Linked DNA regions of Callithrix jacchus: region 1 is linked to region 2. The links are chromatin contacts, called in public Hi-C maps. All regions are on one chromosome and are shown on one strand. Each heading gives the region's core, a stretch centred on a gene start, on an enhancer-like site or on the middle of the called end of the contact. The rest is flanking DNA. Distances are from core to core; before and after follow the strand shown.

Evidence for each region. Hi-C and Micro-C count contacts between places; a contact is called where the count stands out from the background.
Region 1: a Hi-C map of skeletal muscle shows a contact between it and region 2, with 2.3 times the contacts expected there. The contact joins the promoter of PRELID1 here to the promoter of PDLIM7 in region 2. A contact is called at or near these places in 2 of 3 Hi-C or Micro-C datasets (both in skeletal muscle).

The regions. Positions count from the first base shown.
Region 1 is chr2:68,847,034-68,850,000 of calJac240_pri, forward strand. PRELID1 (PRELI domain containing 1) reads right to left here and starts at 1,657. Exons shown (of 5, transcript XM_002744499.5): 1 at 1,370-1,657; 2 at 606-831. The coding sequence starts at 1,461. RAB24 (RAB24, member RAS oncogene family) reads left to right here and starts at 1,733. Exons shown (of 8, transcript XM_008990232.3): 1 at 1,733-2,273; 2 at 2,357-2,425; 3 at 2,620-2,698; 4 at 2,804-2,871; 5 at 2,952-2,967. The coding sequence starts at 2,157.
Region 2 is chr2:68,639,502-68,642,500 of calJac240_pri, forward strand. It overlaps PDLIM7 (PDZ and LIM domain 7), which reads left to right and starts at 1,610. Exons shown (of 12, transcript XM_078364629.1): 1 at 1,610-1,687; 2 at 2,655-2,761.

The sequences.
Region 1 (2,967 bases), core at 407-2,906, 210 kb after region 2:
GTGGCTCTCACCTGTGATCCCCCCAGCACTTCGGGAGGCTGAGGCGGGCGGATCACTTGAGGCCAGGAGTTCAGAACCAGCCTGGCCAACATGGCAAAACCCAGTCTGTACTAAAAATACAAAAATTAGCCAGGCGTGGTGGTGCATGTCTGTAAACCCAGCTCCTCAGGAGGCTAAGGCACAAGAATTGCTTGAACCCAGGAGGTGGTGGTGGCAGTGAGACTGTGCCACTGCACTCCAGCCTGGGTGACAGGGTGAGACTCTATCACCAGAAAACACAACAAAACAAAAAAGAAAACCACTGCCTCTCCCACTCAGCATCACTTCTGTGCCATATACCTGATGGGAGTGCTTTGCATTTAGAATTTAGGACAACTCAGTAAGAGAGGTACCTCTCCCCTACTGTATGAATGCGTCAGACAGGTCCAGAGAGGCTGACCAGCTGAAAAGAAGAAAATGTGAGGTCATACTCTACAGCTGTCACTCCTCAGTAACCCAGACCTGCCTCAGACCACAAAAGCTCCCTCATGGCTCTCTAGACACACGTATCTGAAGAGCTCTATTTGGGGGTGGGGGAGGCAGGATCACAGCAGGAGGTGTCTCACCATCAGCCGGGCGTGGTTGATGTTCCAGGTGAAGGTGGTCATGGTCTGATTCTGTGGGTCCACAATAGAGTCCTCCAGGATGTACACCGAGTGAGCAACATTGGCAGGAAACAGTCGCTCGGCCCAGCGAGGCATCCTGTTGGTCTTGGTCAGGAGTCGCCGGGACAGCAGTTTCTGGTCAGGGGTCACCTCCCGGTGTACTATGTCTTCCGTCAAGACATGTTTGCTGCAGGAGTCAGTGAAGGTGGCACTCAGGAGCCTGCCCCGAGACTGCCCGAGGGGATTCCCGTTTGGAATCTCCAAGCCCAGAGAGGCCTTCCTGTAACCTTGCAGAGTTGTATGTGTTATGGTTCACACCAGAGTTAAGAGCCCATCCCAGGGCAAATTCCAACTCCCGCCATCTGGCTGACCTGGATTCCTGGGCCTTCCAGCAGCAATAGACCTCATGATTTACTGCACCTCAGGAAAGTGCCACGAGCAGAGGATAGGATTTCCGACCCCAAGATCCCTCCCAACTCCCCTACTGCCGCCCCTTCTTGTCTCACGACCCTGAGAAAAGAACCTTATATTAAGATATCAAGTAAACCACCACCCAGGCCCAACCTCCCTTCAGGACCTTGCAGGCCTGGCCTGGCCGCTTCCCCGATAAGGTCTACGTAGGATTAGATGTCAACTTCTTTCTGGTCCCATTACTCGGGGATTATCCATACTTTGATCTCCAAATAGCGAGATGGTGGGGTTTTGCTCTCCCAAACACCACGTACCTATAGGGATTCGGGTACCGCTGCCAGAAGGCGGCGAACACTTGGTCCCAGGAACTCCGGAGCAAGCTCTGGCCCAGGAAATACTTCACCATCGTCCCGGCCGGAGCGGGCTCAGCACCCACGCAGCATCAGGGGTGCGGAGCCTGGGAGGCACGCGGGGGCCGGGCCGGGCCGGGGCTCGGCGCACACCCTCCGCCAGGCTCGGGGCTCAGTCACCACCGCACCGCGCCCTAGCAGCTGCCGCCGCCGCCGCCACCGCCATGAGTTGTCCGGCTGCGCGCCACTTCCGGCGCAGCCACACGGTAGCCACCGCTTCCGGCGCTCGCGCCACGTGACGTTGCGGCCCCGCCCCCTCTCCCTCTCGCCCCCTCCCGCGGGAGTCGCGGCGCTGCGGGTAGAAGCCGGGTTGCCGGAGACCCTAGGTTCGATTGGTACTCGAGCCGGAACTGAGTCTAAGCCCGCAGGCGAGCGAATGACGGAGTAGCGAGCTGCACGGCGGCGTGCTGCGCTGTTGAGGACGCTGTCCCGCACGCTCCCAGGCCGCCCCGGGGCTTGGGGTCTTCGAAGGATATTCGGCGCCCGGGGCGGAACAGCGGGGGCACACTGGGAGCTGCCGAAAGTGCAAGGCCACGGCCAGAGCTCGACCCCATCGCGCTGTCTCGAATCGTTGGTTGGCGCCGTTTGGGGTTGGGGTCTGAGGCCTGGGCGCTGCCTGGGCCGAGCGGAGATCCGGGTTCGCCCCCGTCCCCGCTCAGGACCCTGACGTGGCTGAAGCGGCCCCGGGAGCATGAGCGGGCAGCGCGTAGACGTCAAGGTGGTGATGCTGGGCAAGGAGTACGTGGGCAAGACGAGCCTGGTGGAGCGCTACGTGCACGATCGCTTTCTGGTGGGGCCCTATCAGAACGTGAGTGCACCCAGAGGGGCCAGGCACGGTGGGCGGGGGCGTAATCTGCACCTATGGCCCCAATCTCTTCCCTCTCGTTGCAGACCATCGGGGCCGCCTTCGTGGCTAAGGTGATGTCGGTCGGAGACCGGACTGTGACATTAGGTATTTGGGTAAGTTCCCTGGGCATCTATTCTAGGGAGTCTCATTCTTGAGGAGGCTTAGGTCCTGCCTATTACTGATTGATTTGTGGCCTCACAGACTCGTTTCTCATTGACCCGTTTCCTTATCTGGAAAATAGTGGGGTCTGGAGAACATGGCCTTAAGTTTGACTCAGACCAGGGCTGAGCCTGTCCCTCCTCTTTAGGACACAGCAGGCTCTGAGCGCTATGAGGCTATGAGTAGAATCTACTATCGGGGTGCCAAGGCTGCCATCGTCTGCTATGGTAAGGGGGAGTTCTGGGCTGGCCCACAAGAAGAAGTGGGTGCCAGGCTAACCAGAGAACAGCCCCTGATCACTTGGTTGTGTCTCCTGCATGCCCCACACCAAGACCTCACAGACAGCAGCAGCTTTGAGCGAGCAAAGTTCTGGGTGAAGGAACTGCGCAGTCTAGAGGAGGTAGGTGAATAGACTTCACCAGAAGACCAAGGGCTAGGGTTCTGTTGGTCTTTGGAGGTGACGCTTGTCTTGTGTGTCAGGGCTGCCAAATCTACC
Region 2 (2,999 bases), core at 360-2,859:
TTCTCAGAAAAAATGAGAAATCTAGATCCCTCGCATGCACAGTTCATAGTAGGCTTCACACTCCTATGGGAATCTAATGCTGCCCCTAAACTCAGCTTCTCTGGCTTGCCGCTGCTCACCTTCTGCTGATCTAGTAAACATCTAGCCAGGCTTTTGGATAGTTGAGTCTGGAGTTCTTGGGGAGAGGTCAGGCTGGCCATGAAACGTGGGATGCCTTGGCATATAGATGGTATTGAAAGCCACAGGACTGCATAGGGTCTTAGGGGGTGAGCATAAAGAGAGGCTCTACATCAGACGGCCAAGGCCAGAGGCAGAGGAGGAGACCCTGGAGGAGGATGGGAAGGAGAGGCCAGTGGGGCAGGGAAAAGCTGTGAAGCCAGGGGAAAAGGGTGTTTCCGGGAATAGGATCAACCTGGACCAGTGCTGCCCCTAGGCAGGGCAGGATGAAACTGAACTACCATGGATTCCATGGCCCGATGGCCTCCACGCCACTGGGGACCTTGAGAAGAGAGATCTCAGGGGACTGGTGCTCACAAAAGTCTGACTGGCATGGCTTCAAGAGATAACCGAAGGAAAGCAAGTGGAGACGCGATAAACAGACAACTCCCTGGAGGAATTTTACTCTCAAGAGAATTAAAGGGTAGTAGCTGGAGAGGAATCCGGGGTCAAGAGAAGGTCTTTAACAATGAGAACTCTCACGGCGGTTTGTGCAGAAGAGGGCGGGTGTGATGACAGTGGATGGAGAGGGGAGAACTGCAGCGACCATGTCCTAGGAGGAGCTGACGGACCGGGACCACCAAGCGAGTGGAAGGTGGATGCCCCTTCCCTCACCCCGAAACCCACTTGCACTCAGTGTCTGCGCCGCCGGCCATAGTGCCCGGCTGATCGCGGGGCCGGGACTCTAAGGACGCCCTCCCCGAGGCGCAGCCCATTCTGGCCGGGGTGGAGGGGGACGCGGCGCTTCCGACGGGGCGCGGGCCGGGTCAGGGCTGCGGGGCTGCGAGCGAGGGCAGGGCCCACAGGCCAGGGGCCACTGGCGTCCGCTCCGGCCCTGTTTTCCTGCCTTCGGTACAGCGTTGCGCAAATCTAGCTTTAAACGCCCCTGTAGGCCTCAACTTTCCCACCTCGACTTGTCTCCTCCAGCCCCTGATTTAGAAATTCTGAGCCCCCGACGGTTGTGCTAGGATACCGACCCTCGTGGCGGCCCTGCGAAGCGAGTGTGATCGCCCCATTTTTCTGAGTAGGAAACGAAAGTTTAGAGACAAGGTCCCAGGTCCGTCCGGTAGGAAGGGCCGTTTTCCTTTCCCTCCGCCAGCGGGTGGTGCGAGGGACTGGGCGAGGCAGCGCCTTCCTAAAGAAGTGACCCGCAACCCCGCCCCTCCCGCCCCGGCTCCGCCCCGCCCGCCGCGGCTCCGCCCCACTGCCCGGACCGGGTCGGCGAGGCCTCGCAGCCCGAAGCCCGAGGGGACTTCGTGATTGGGCGGGGCTGAAGATCTGGGTGGGACTTTCTACCAGCGGAGGACGGCTGGTGGGCGTGGCCATGTGAGGGCGTGATCTGCTTCCCCGCCCCCTCCCGCGCCCTCAAAACGGAGGGCGGCTGCGGGGGCGGGGTCAGATCGCTGGCGGCGGATCTCAACGCGGCTCCCTGGAGCCTGACAGCGAGCAGCGCCCCGGCGGGGCCAAGCAGGTATCGATGACCGCGCGGGACGTCTTGGGCTGGACCAGGCGGGCGCCCGGGGCGTGCTGAGGACAAGGGCTCTGGGGGTCGTGATCCAGGTTGTGCTTCCTCCCGCGGGCTCTGCCCCCTGCCTCCGCCCCCGCCCCCGCCTTCCTGCCGCGAAGCCGGCTGCGGCGGAGCCGATTGGCGCCTGCGCTGCTTCCTGCGGCCGGGGCCAGTCCAATGCATGGGGCTCGGGCGGGGGACTAGGGGGAAACTGAGTCACTTCGGTGTGGGAGCACTTCTGTGTGGGAGGCACCACCTCCACTGGGCTCCGGGAAGGATTCCCCTCCAAGCTGTGGTTTAGGGTCCTGGCCCCAACCTGTTTCCACAGGGGCCACACCCCACTCTCGCCTTCCCCCTTCTTCAGCACCCAGGGGTCCCGCCCTGGCTCCCAGCAGCCTCCACTGGTCCCGGAATGGCTAGGATCCGCTCCAGCCGCCTCCCTCCCCTCCCCCTCGCGTCCCAAGCCCCCGTGTGCTCCCTCCGCTGGCTCTTCGCACAGTGTCAGCTTACATGCCTTATATAGTCCGAGCAGGCTCCAGTCGCGGCCTGCCTGCCGGGACCTGGGGGCGGGGGAGAGGAGAGCCGGCCCCTGACTCACCCGGCCACCCGAGGCTCCAGGCTGGCTGCCTTGGGGGGAGGCCACACCAGTTTAGTCCCTTGGCCCACCCCTGGTTGAAAAGAACCTCGAGCCTGTATTTAGGCATCACTCACCGTTCCAGTCCCTAGGGGACAGAGGCTGCTCCTCTTTCCAAATTGAGGTACGCCAGCCAGCAGCACAGCCCAGCCTGACAAAATACCTGCCTACTATACCTTGGGTGTGCTCACCGCTGCCCGTGCCTGCCTGGCCCCTGTCCAGGGCTGGTATCCTGAGCTGGGCCGTCCTGCCTGCGCACCCACCATGCTGGTAACACCTTCTCTTCTTTCCTCTCAGAAGCCGGCATCATGGATTCCTTCAAGGTAGTGCTGGAGGGACCAGCACCTTGGGGCTTCCGGCTGCAAGGGGGCAAGGACTTCAATATGCCCCTCTCCATTTCCCGGGTGAGCCTAGGTTTGGGGAGGGGCTCCCCCAGCAGTCTTTGGGTGCTCAGGTTTCCAGAGGGTGATGGGGGGAGTCCTAACAGGAGATAGTTAGGGGCCAGCAGGCCAGGAGATGTTCAGGTCCAGAGATGTGGTGGTACCTGCCGGCCACAAGGACTCCCAATGACGTGGACACTGGGAGAGAAGCAGTCCAGCTTCCCCAGTCCTGCTCTGTACCTGAAGCTGTTCTCCCAAACTC